Regions from separate parts of the Mus musculus genome. Here region 1 is linked to region 2. A link is a contact called in public promoter capture Hi-C data. All regions are on one chromosome and are shown on one strand. The core of a region is the stretch at or near the end of the contact, and the rest is flanking DNA. Distances in the headings are between cores, read along the strand shown. Region 1 overlaps Smarca2 (SWI/SNF related, matrix associated, actin dependent regulator of chromatin, subfamily a, member 2). Region 2 overlaps Smarca2 (SWI/SNF related, matrix associated, actin dependent regulator of chromatin, subfamily a, member 2).

The links. Capture Hi-C pulls out chosen DNA fragments and counts their contacts.
Region 1: a contact with region 2 is called in a promoter capture Hi-C map of pancreatic islet. A contact is called at or near these places in 3 of 9 other capture datasets (adipose tissue, liver and pancreatic islet).

The regions. Positions count from the first base shown.
Region 1 is chr19:26,748,282-26,754,854 of GRCm38.p6, reverse strand. It overlaps Smarca2 (SWI/SNF related, matrix associated, actin dependent regulator of chromatin, subfamily a, member 2), which reads right to left. Exons shown (of 33, transcript NM_011416.2): 28 at 2,814-3,031. Among named protein-coding and RNA genes, the nearest start is that of Gm46648, 72 kb to the left of the region's middle.
Region 2 is chr19:26,653,865-26,660,052 of GRCm38.p6, reverse strand. It overlaps Smarca2 (SWI/SNF related, matrix associated, actin dependent regulator of chromatin, subfamily a, member 2), which reads right to left. Exons shown (of 33, transcript NM_011416.2): 9 at 5,542-5,712. Among named protein-coding and RNA genes, the nearest start is that of Gm20616, 34 kb to the right of the region's middle.

The DNA of each region.
Region 1 (6,573 bases), core at 30-2,529, 97 kb before region 2:
GCAGCGGTACGAGGTTCAGCACATGATCTCTCCAGAAAGTACCTAAAAACACAGGGAGAGTCAGAGTCTTAAGAGGGAGCTTTTTAAGGAGAACTCAATAAGCAAAGAAAGCAAGCAAGCCAGGAAGAGGAAGAGCCACTCGATACCTGGGTGCTGAAATATTTAAATAGCCCTTGCCTACAGTACAACTAGAGACATGCTCACTAGTCAGTTCCGGTGAAACTGCATTTTCTGTTTCTGGAATGAAAACCATGGAAACCGGCATCGGCAAGGACACTCTCTTCAGAGGTCCCTTCACCTGCTGGATGAACTGTAAACAGTCTCAAAGTTGGACTATTAATCATTAAACTATTTAAAGAATCTGGGGTTATATTAATTGCTTAGGACAACAATTCCACAGGCTGGGGGGTTGGGGGTGGGGAGCAGGAATTATTCCACTGTGTGCACTGGGAAACTGAGGGTCAGGCAGGTAAGTGAACACCAGATTCAAATGTAAGCCGCTGAGGCTAGACTAGGAAGAGCTTGTGCCCTGAGCCCCTAGGCTCTGCCTCCCCAGGCACACTTGGGAATGGGCTCTGAGGGCGTCTGTTGTGGTTTTGTTCACCAGGTTGATACAAATGCAGCCAGTAGGCGATGTACACAAGCCACCTGAAGTCGGTCAACAGCCAGCAACTCATACTCCATATTGGTGGTAGGGAAGGCAACAGCTGAGACCACCTGTGAGGTGTCAGGTAAAGAGAGCAGCCATTTCCGCCCTCCTGTGGAGCTCCCGCTGGGGGAAACTCAGGCAGAAACCTGCCAGATTTTTAAGTTTTTCTAAAGGGGGGGAGTCAAGAAATAGAAACATCTCTCTCTCTCTCTCTCTCTCTCTCTCTCTCTCTCTCTCACACACACACACACACACACACACACACACACAAATACTGTAAAGCCAAATAAAACAATCTACTGGTAACATGAGACCCACGAGATGCTGACCCTTCCGCTGATTAAGGAAGCTGAAATGACAGCCACTATTCAAAGACACCCCCTCCCGCCTTTTAAGTCCCCACAGGCTCACTCAGCCCCACTCCGGTGTTCCAGCAAACCCAGATTGAATCAGCAAGCGATGGATGTGATCATCAAAGGCCTGCCAAAGACCAGGGCACACCTGGTCAGAGAAACAGATGGTGTGCTCTCCTGACACAAAGGCAAAACCAAAAAAGTCAGAGGTAGAGCAGAGTCAATTTCCTCGCACCAGAGGCTGATGTGGGGTGTAATGATTCAGCTTCCCCCTGTGGGAAGGCAACAGGTGGAGGAGGAAGTCGGGGTGACTAGAAACTGCAGTTACTAACTCTTGGTTTGAAAAAAAAAAATTCTCACGCTTACTCCAGACCAAGAGTGGACTTGGGGTTTGGGTTGAGTTTGCCCTCTGTGGAGTGTCACTGAGAGGCCAATCCACACTCAGGAGGAGGAGGTGGGGTGCCTTTGGTGGCCACTTGACAGTATTTAAAAGAAGTGTGCTTGCTTGCTTGCTTCCTTTCTTTCTTTCTTTCTTTCTTTCTTTCTTTCTTTCTTTCTTTCTTTCTTTCTTTCAAAAAGAAAATAACGAAGCTAGTGAGGACTGGAGTTACAAGTCTTGATGAGTCAGGAGACACAAGAAATTCTGACCGCTCAATGAACCTTTCTCCTCCTGTCCCCTTTACTGGTTTGGAAAATATCACACGAGCTAGAAAGGCTTAAGAGAGAAATTCCTGGTGGAAAGTTTCTACTTTTCCTGCCACTTAATCTTTCGAACAATTCCTCCCTGCCTGCCATGTAATACGTCAAAGCTAGGAGGAAAAACCCAAGTCGCAAGCAATGTAGCTGCCCACTTTCAGTTAGTTCAGCGTCGGACAGGACAACAGGAGTTCCCGGGGCTAAGGCACCGTCTCTAACAGCTGGTCTCTATGACCACGCAACTCTGACAGCTGACCTCTATGATCACGCAACTCAGACAGCAGAAATATCTGTTTCCTATCTGCTTTCCATGGAAACAAGAGATGGCTTCCAAAGCAAAATAACATTGCATCAAATGCAAACCGCATTGCATCAAGGGGAAATCAAAGCAGGAAACCCCAAGTCAACCATCTCCAATGCAATCAGACTAGCTAAGCAGTAGAGCATTGACTGAGAAACTCAAGCGTCTTGGCCTCAGTTTCCAAATACTCATCCGTTTATTTAAAGCGATCTTGTCTGTGTGCAGCACCGCCTCCTTATTGGTCACACCGAAAAAGCCCACGAGAAAGGGGGTGAATTTGCTGAAATATCACGCTGAATACATATAGCGGTGATGTAAGAGAGACCACAGCTGATAGAAAGGCTCAACACTCCCAAGTATTAGGAGGAGGGAAGCCCGACAATTTTGTGGAGGGATCTGGTTTTGAACAGGGTCCTGCACATAAAAGATTTAGCTTAAATATGACTGCAGTTCCTTCCTTCTGACAAGTCAACCTCTAATAGTAATAATAATAATAAACAATAATAAATAATTTCATCCCATCGTCCCAACACCTCTCTCCTCAGAGCTCCTGAAGAATCCTTTTCTGGAATAGGCGTCTTTAAAAAGTCATCGAATCTCACTTCCCACCATCTTAGACAACACACCGGGAACCGTCATACAAAATAACAATCACAATCACGGCCGTTTCACAACCTAGGAGGCAGCTTGTACCTTCCAAGACAAGGCTATAGAATGCAAATTAGAAAGAAGGCCATGACGTAACCCAAGTGCACATCCTCTCAAGTCCTAACCGCTCAAGGACTTGCTGGAGAGGAAGGAGCCAGGGGCTCACCTGTCTTTGTAGTTTATCACAGTATCAATGATGGCGTTCATCTGCTTCGTTAGTTTTGGGGGATTTGGTGACAACTTCTCAGCCGGAGGGCGGCCTCTTCTTTTCTTCGCTTTTTCCACATCTTCCTTCACGGGGTCTTTATCCACATTTCTTCGTCTTTTTCTCTTCTTAAGCCGTACCTCCTCTTCCATTTCTTCCAAATTGCCGTCTTCGATGGCCTGTAAACAGGAAAGAAAGGAGGAAAGAAAAAATCCAAGTAAGGAAAATAACCAAGGCAAACATATCCAGACCTTTACAATAAGGGGTATAGCTACATATAGCTTGAATAATTAGAATAATCAAAATAAAATGGAACTAGCAAAGTAAAACTAAAAGCTAACAGTCATCAACGAAGGAGAAAGAAAAAGGCACCACCATATTGGATGAAATTCACCTTTAACCTCAGTCTATTCTGTAAGGCCGAAAGCACTGATAATAAACAGGTGACGGACATTAAAGCATCGATACATTCAAGTGCTTGAAAATGACTGAATGCACATAAAATGTATCTTAGTATAAGCAAAATACTCTAAAGATGTCATTACTGTAAGGACGGTAATGATGAACAAAAAAGCCAGGAGCGCGTGAAGAATATGGAATAACCCCCTAAGACATCAATGCAGTCACACACGCTCTGACCTTTACGGTTTTACATCAGTTTACTCATGATTCACAACATAAGTCAACAATTCCATCCAGATTTTTGTTCTAACACAGAAATTAGTAAACAAGGGAGCAGAAGGGAGTAGGAGCCACATTCCCTGGTAGACGGAATGAAATCACCCGATAGAGAACACACACACACACACACACTCACAAACAGCAAAACACTTTTTTTCCAATTACCTGCAAACGCTTGCTTTAAACCAGAGCCAGCCGCACTAATGCAGAAAGATAATAAAAGCGCTATAAAAACAGACAGGTATGAAGAAGACCTGTTCAGAAAAGGCTCAAAGATCCATGTGACAGGACCCACAAGTTCAAACTTTTCTTTTATCCTGGTAAGTCTCTGAACTTATAAGAAAAATTAAGAGAGGAACAAAAAAGGAAAAAAAAAAAAAAAAAAAAGGAAAAAAGAAAAAAAAACAGACAAAAGGAAATCTGACGATGGAAAAGAAATTTTCTTTAAAAAGAAAGAATCTAAAAATTCTATCTTTTTTTTTTTTTTCTTCCTGAGATTGCTTTCTCACACAAATGACTGGTGTTGCTCCTCAGGCTCTCGATATTGCCTCCAGTATGTAAATGCTAATCAATCCTCTCCTAGCTGAAAGAGCTCTAATCATAAGGCAATTACCTTCATTTCTCCACAGCACCAAACATGGCTAATATTTATGATCATGTGAATATAACAATCAATATAAAGAGTGATTACAGCTCAGACATAATTTCTTTCACTTATGTACAATGCCTCCTGAAAAAAGAAAGGTTTTATGAAGAAAACCTGCTACAGTAACACAAAACAACCTGGCATGTTAAAAATGCCAATGGGATTTTAAAAAAAAACAAAAAACAAAAAAACAAAAAAAACCACAAAAACTGTTTCCAATGCACTCTGCAATGTGCCAATCCATAGAAGCAACATGCACACACACAGGCCCCTAAGGGACAGCTTGAGCCCAGGCCTTAATAATCAAAAGACAATCTCCATCACAATCCTACAGTGTTCAGAAAACCACTATGAAAGAGGCGAGACCTGATGAGTTATGAAGAAAAAGGAGAAAGGAAGAAAAAAAAAAGAAGAAGAAGAAGACGCTCCCCGTTATTCCATTAATATTCATTCGCCTAAAAGCAGGACACCCACTATACAGCTAAACACAGTGCAGCTAAGCAAAGATAAGAGAAAGAAATGGTCCCGCATTATCTTGGAGGCTGAACATGCTAATCATAAATACAGCACGCAAGCCTGTCAACAGTTAATGGTACAGCCCTCTCCTCCAGCACCCAGTTGCACACAGAAAGACGGAGACCAGCGGCTTTTGATGTGTTACACACCTACACATGCCTGGGATGTAGTTCTACTGAATCTTCAAGACGGCAACGAAAAAGGATATTTACCTTACCACTATCAGCAGGCCGGCTATCGGAAATCACAGTTAGTGGGGATAAAATTAACAAGCCGGCAAAGCAGCGAGCTGCTAGTCTCTTCATCAGCTGATCAGGAAAAAAAAGAGAGCTGGGAAAGGCTATGTTTTCATATACAAGTAATTTTATTTTACTGAAAATTTAATACTGGAAGGGTTGTGGATACTCAAATCTGCTGTTTCATTCTACCTACGACCAGGCCCCAAGCCTTCCTCCTCCAGCCTGTTTTAATATTGACAACTACTTATCATATTGTTCCCCCCTTATTATTCCAGGCAGCAGAATTAGAGATTTTTAGCTCAGGTGGTTGCTGAATCTTGCTTGCATTTTTAACAATTAAGCCAATAAGAAAACAAATGAATATTCAAATGTATTTTTTAAAGATTAAAGCAAAGATTTTTTGTTGTTGTTGTATTTTATGCTTCATCTTAGTCTTTTTTTTTTTCCCCTGAAAAGATATGCTGCATGGTTTTGGAGCAGTCTAAAACGATTTTAACACAGAAGAAAAACACCCGCGCCCTCCCCCGCCCCCGCACCCCCCCCCCCAGATGCATGTAAGTAAAAGCAATGTGTATGTTCTCAGGTTCCTGTATTTTAATACAGTGTTATTTTTTCTCTATAAAAAAAAATCTCAAATAACTGTGATACTTCACTTTCGGTTTTCATACTGCAAAATTTTTCACTGTTTTTTTTTTTTTCTTTTCAGTGGGATCCGTGAGGAGGGGGAGGTTGTGAAAAGAGTATTTCTGTTCTACCCCCCCCCCCATTCTGAAAAAAAAAACGGGGAACAAAACATAAGCTTGTGATATTTGGACTTTTAAATCTCTACGCCTGTGAGTACCTAAGAAGGAAAACAAATTAAATTGCAAACAGAACTAGTCAAACAAATGTTTATTACAACTGCTAATACTGCAGATTCCTATTAAATTTACGTTCTGGAGTTACAGGAAAACACACAAAGTACTGACCATTATTCCCCTTAAGTTAAGGTTTTTATGCAGGAATGCAGAGAGCTACCGAAATCTTCCCTCCTCCCCAAAGACCGGGAACACATCTATATGCAGGGCTTCATGTTCTGTGGTTTCTAAGGGGCTTTTTCTAATGGAAATCAATTCCCTCCATATTTCCCGATGCTTTTCGCACTTCAAGAGTTAGACTTAAGATTTCTCTTGCTTGTAAGGGAAATTATGGGGGCTTCTCTGATTTAAAAATATTATTTGTTAAGCTAGCTCAACGGACAACTTAGCTGGGGGGGGGGGGGAGATTAAAAAAAAGAAGAAGAAGAAGAAAAGAAACCAAACAAAAACAAAAACAAAAAAAAAAACTTGCAACACAATGCTAAAAGTACTACCCCCAGAAAGAATTCCCTTCCAAACCTTTTACCAGCACAATAATGAAATAAATCACAGAAGCAAACCCCCAGTTTCCGACTGGTGACGTGTTGCGCAAGAGAGCGAGCCCTAATTCAACATACAGACGGCTCCCATGCTGAACCGCCTCTAGATTTAATGAAGTGAATAGGAAGGAAGTCGGGGGGAAAAAAAGTGTACAAATAAGAAATTAACACTTTCCTTCCCTACCTAAATGGTGAGGCACAACTACAGGGAAGTTTGGTGAGGTACCTCTTTCCTTAAAGGCA
Region 2 (6,188 bases), core at 2,258-4,757:
CTTGAATTTACAACAAATGTTTCAACGGCATGATTATTTATCCTACCAGCTGGCTTTTGGTGGTTGTGTTTAATATCTAAAAGGGTTAAAAATCACATTTCCAATCACTGTATTGAATAATACACCATGACAGGAAAGTTCTCCCTTCGATGTATAAGAGCCTTGAGCTGTACTTATAAAAGTGGATAGGAGGCAGGTGGGAGGGAAGGAAAGTGAACAAAAAGGCTTTAAAAATAGATTAGATTGAGGCCACTCAGACTCAGAAAGGTGAAAACTGCCACATTTTCTCTCATACTGAGATTCTTCCTTCTAACAGGAATGAAGACCGGGTAAATACAGGGGAGAGAGCTGGTCTAGACCATGAAACTACATAGTTGGAAAGAGAAGGACAAAAGGCCCTGAGGACAGACACAGAGTGTAAAAGAACATACACTGCATAGAAACACAAGGGGGTTGGGGGGCCAAGCAAGGAGAAGAATGGCAGGAGAAAAGCAGGGACCAGGGAGAAACAAGACCAAATCTCGCATGAGAAACACCATAAGTCTAATGTTCCATCCATCAGTAAACAATAAAACAAGATAAGCCAAGCCCGCCATGAAAGTGCCACCTGGCAGTGCTGTGCATGGGCTAAGCGCACGCCCATTAATCTCATGGGCTTCCAAGACACATCAAAAGCCTACACCCAACCATGCATTTCCACCAGTATACATCTTGAGAGGCTGGAGGGATGGCTTTATATTTCATTCTCGCTAGCCATCAAATAGTTCTAGATGCTGAAGCAAGACAACTAGACTAAGCGCCCTGAGCCTCTGGCAAGAGCTCCTAGCCACAGCTTTCGCAAACACCACGCCTAAAGCACCAGGAGAAATTATCACCAGAAAGCTGAAAACCCCCTCTGTGGGGGCTGCTGGTAAGCCTCTTGGTAAGCAGGGGCTACCAAAATAATAAATCCCCACTTCCTTTCTACATGTCCTGACAGCCAAAGACCCTACCAATGCCCTTAGAAGATTTCCTCTTACACACAACCGAACCTCAGTTAGGGGGAAAAAAAATTAGCTGGCCCTGCTGGTCCCTGCTGGCAATCCTAGCACTTAGGAGTTAAAAATCAACACCATTCCTGGTTATCTCAAGGCCAGCCTGGACCACATGTGACCTTGTTTTTTTTTTTTTTTTTAAAAAAAGACGATAAACAGAAAAAGAAATAAATGATCAATGTATCCAACATTAGGAAATACACAATCAAGATAAAAACGGACTTTAAAAAGTGTGTGTGTCTGTGTGCCACAGCACACATGTGGAGGTCAGAGGACAATCTACAGGAACCAGTTCTCTCCTTCCACCATGTGGATGCTGGATATCAAACTTGGGTCAGTCTTCCCGCTCGGAGGCAAGGGCCTTAACCTGCTGAGCCATCCCCCGAGCCTTGTTTTCAAAATCAAACAATCAGATGGAGAAACCACGAGTATTTCAACATCTTTCTACCCATTTATCACAAAATTTCTTGATGTAGCAACTAACATTTACCGAGTATTACTGTGTGCCAGCGAGTACTCCAAATGCTTTGGATAAAGTTACTACGTAACCCTGACATCAGACCTGGAGGGCAGAAAGTGTTTCCAGCCCTTTGTCCTGCTTAGCTTTGATTGACTACTTGACATAACTTAACTGGGAGGAGGGAGCCTCAGTTGAGGGACTGTGCAGACCAGTCTGAGGCCACTATCTGTGAGACACTTTCTTGACTGATGTGGGAAGGCCTAGCCTGCTGCAGGAGCTGCCATCCCGAGGCAGGTGGGACTGGGCTATGTAAGCAAGCTGGCTGAGTGTGAGCCAATGAATGTGAGGGCAGGCGTCCCTCCTCAGTCTGTGCCTCCAGTCTCACGCTTAGAGTGTCTGCCCTAATTTCCTTCAATGGTGGAGTGTCACCTGGATGTGTAAGCTGAAAGAACCCTTCCCTCCCCTAAGCTATATTTGCTCATGTATTTGGTGTTCATCACAGCAACAGGAATCAAACCAGAACGGACCCCTTCAGTGGATAAGGGACAGAACACTCTATAATACATCTTTTAATGACACACCCTATAAGAGACTGATGGCAAATTAGTATGCAAATCTTATCTTATGCAGCTCTGACTGTTAAAGGCTGCATGTTATCACGACGAGGATAGTCCTATGTGCAAACCTGTTCGTATAAGCTTGTTGGTTTTATCTGGCCACCCCTTCCCCTCCCCCACTCTGTAGCCACTTGTAGACATCTGAGAACATCTTGGTGGGACAGAAAGATCAAGGTCATACTGAATACTCGAGGCAGCCTTCACCCTGAAACACGGGGCTTGCCTTCACTTAACACACTAGTTCCATATTTAAAACTTATTCCTCCTCTGACCTGTAAGTACAGACACAGGCTTGACTTTTTTCCTCTTCCATTTCAAGGCCAGTGAAGAAAGACCAGGCTAAGAATGAGAAGATTCTTAGTAATTTATAAAGATGCATTGCAGAGAAGTGCACCAAATGGGGAAGAGAATTGAATTAACAAGGCCAAGACAGGTTACAGGAACCAACCCTACTATTCCCGGGCGACACTAAACAACACATTCTCCAAGAACAGCAAAGGCTCTGTTATGCCGGGTGATTAAAATAGAAAAAATAGAAGGAAAAAAAAAAAAAAACAACTCTCTATTAGTTTAACCCTGAAAGTAGAGTAATCTTTACCCAATCAAGCCTCAAGGCCATGGATGCTCTCCTTTCTTTGCCTACATCTTTACTGCAACCAGCTCAGGGCTATTATTTCACTGAGTAATGAAGGTTTTCTTGAAATAAGGAATGCACTGATGCCTTCATTTTCAAGACTGTACACAGGGACAGTATTATCTGAGGCTATGGGGAAAACACTGTCGGGGTGGGGGTGCACAGTCTGCAGCTTACAATGGGGAGACACTTGGGGCCTACAGTCTGCAGCTTATAGTGGGAAGACGCTGGCTGGGGCACAGTCTGCAGCATAAAGCACTGATATTCCCTCCACCTCAGAGAAGCTGGAACAGGTGACTCTCAATCATTCCCAGTGATGGAGGGGGGAACTACAGGTAGCACCAAGGGCCAAATAATCAGCTCTTAAATGTATCGCCTTCCTTGGTAGTTCAATAAAGAAACATCTGGAACTGGCTACTTTATGCTGAGTGGTCTTAAAGCCCAGTGAAAGAAACAGAGTCCAGGAAGGATGAGGAAGAGCCTGCCTCTACTTATTCTTTCCCTTCCCTTCCCTTCTCTTCCCTCCCCTCCCTTCCCCTCCCCTCCCCTCCCTTCCCCTTCCCTTCCCTCTTTCCTTTCCACTTATGCATCCCACTTCCCTTGGAGTGATGGTTTAGAAAGGAAACAAAGTCCCACCTCCTTCCTTAGTCTCACTAAAAGGCAAGGAGTATTGGGTGCTGGCTGTCCTAAGAGCATACACGTAGGTGGCTGGAAATAACCATTCTTCACATTGATCATGGAACAGACATCAGGAGGGTGCTCAGAGCTCTCTGTGGACAACTACTGCTCTGCTATCAAGATATTTCTCTGCTGCCAGGTAACCGGGCCTCACCTCCTGCTGGACTTCCAGTTTTCCTTATCATTCACCACAGCTAAAGTTATTACTTTAGGTACATGTTTAATTAACGTCTGCATCGCTTCTCTCTTCGCTAGCACACTCCCGAGGCTCCTAAGTGCCGGTAAATGGCCCCATGCAATAGAAAGGAGGACTATGTGCAAGGAGCACACCATCCCATCTGTAGGTCTGACAGAACAAGCAGAACCCTGAGAAAAATGGCAACAGAGCCCTGCCCTGCACAGAGCAAAGCAAAGATGCAGGCATCACTGTCAACAGGCCATCATTGCTTTCTTTGCCTGTGGTGACATGACTATCTGATTCCACAGCAGGAATCTATTAATTATAAACTAGAAGCTCCAATCTGGGCCATTAGCTTTTAATCACAAGGAGATAGAAGGAACTCTAATGCTGAAGGCACTCACTAACAGTGACAACCTCTGCCGAACACAGCCCCAGACCCGGGAACACTGGAACTGTCCTGGGATGAGGGTCTGCGTATGGAACACCCTGGCACTGTATCTCTTTGCCTATGTACCCTTTTGCCGGCTCTGAAAGTTCTCCTTCAAAATCATGAGTTGGGAGCTGGAGTTCTGCAAGGTCTATAACACTACACTTGACAAGAAAATGAGATCCTCCTCAGCAACAAAAACGGCTAAATCCAAACGCAGAGTCATCCCTCCCCCAGCTTCACAATAAGATGAGCTATCACATACGAAAAAAATCAGGTACAAGAAGGCTCCTTCTCCATCACACATTCCTCCCTCTTAATTATAAAACAGGTATGAGAATTCGCAAGCCATGAAATTATTTTTTTTTCTGAAAAAAAAAAAAAAAAAAACCACTCCGTTCAATTATTCAGTGCGGAGAGTGAATGATTAAATGCTCCCAACCCTCCATTTTCACAGTTCTAATGAACGTTTTCTGTGGATGTTTGTACCTGGCCTAATCAGACGTGCTTAGGAAAACAAACGCAGCCGCCTGTGCCTCAGTATCCACCACCAGGCAAAGGTTCCAGGAGACCCAAGTCTCGGGAGACCAAAATCTGAAGATGCGCAGGTTTCTTGGGCAAATGTCACAGCGTCCCCCCGTGACCTCCCTGTGTTCTCCCGCATACGTTAGTTACCTCGAGATCCCTTAAGCCATGCATGCAACCTAAATGCCCTGTCGTTAGGCCACCTGGAATGCAGCACCAGGAAAGTGCCTGCGCATTGTCAACACAGAGAATACATCTTTCATTTAGGACGCTGAACCCTCTATCTGTGGGGTGCTGACTGGACATTCCAAAGTCCAAGGAAATCCAGATTTTTCTGTCCCATGTTCAGCAACTTATTGAATGGAGACATGGTATCTCTAGGGCAGAGATGCTCCGTTTTGTCCTTTGACTTCTTATGATAAGTAGGCTTTATTTGACACAAGATTGGTTTTTGTCCCTCCATAACTGGTAAAACTTGTATTAATACACTTAACTTACTGTGTGACACCAGGACAGGAGAACTGAATGACAACACCCATCATTTTCATCTGTCCAAACAGACTAAAATATCTGTCCAGAGCATCCCAAGGATTTCTTGTCTGTCTTTCCTTAGCCTGCTCTTGTCGGTACACTGCATTTCTTGTTTAATTTTCACTCCATTTTCTTAACTCAGTCGTCCCGGTCACACTGGCATGAAACCTATATAGATGCTTATTTGTGCCTGTATTCCTTTTTCTCTTCGTGTCTGTGTATACTTGGTTTGAAATATCACAATGCATTGAACAGCAGAAATGCAGACTATGCCCTACCTCATTGCAATAATCTCTTTATAATACATCTCTTTATAATAATCTCTTGTCTCTAATACATTATCTACTTTTACACCATACTAATCTAGACATCAGCAATAGACACCCTCCCGTTAGTCAGAACTGGCTTTTTATCAGAGAACAGTATTCATCTAAAACCAGTCTTTGGAGCTCACCTTCTTCCTCCTCCTCCTCTTCTTCTTCTCTTTGGCTGCTTGGGCCTGCTTGTGCTCCCACACCAGGTTGGTCAGATTGGCGACATACTCATCGGTCTGCTGCAATAGGTAGGCGAGACGTCTGTCTTTCTTTTGGTCAATAAGCTTCCTGTAGCCCTCTTCATCTTCGGCCTGATTGGGAAGAGGAGGACAACAGCATGATGACCGATGCTCACAGCTGCACCGCACATGCCTCTCTCTGGCCACAACCTGAATATGGTAGCGTCTGGAGACAACAGACCATGAGCCAAGCTGCAAGAGCTACCAGTGGCACCTGCAACGTGGCAAATATAGATGAGCAACACACCTTGGGCCCGTGACTCTAAAGTCTGTAGCACAATTATTGCACAAAGACCTGCTAGTGTGTTTGATACGACTAAGCCCCACTGGGTGTGTGATATGACTAAGCCCCACTGGGTGTGTGATATAACTAAGCACTTTGGGTTCCCCCCTCCATCTTCTGTGCTTCTTGAACTGTTCAGAATTAATGCAAAAATTGAAGCACTGAGTCACAAGCCTCTGTGACTGGAGATGACAGTCACTTAGCTCCTGAAATCTGGTACTCTTGAGTACTAAAACAAACCCCATTACTTCCACCTCAACCTCCC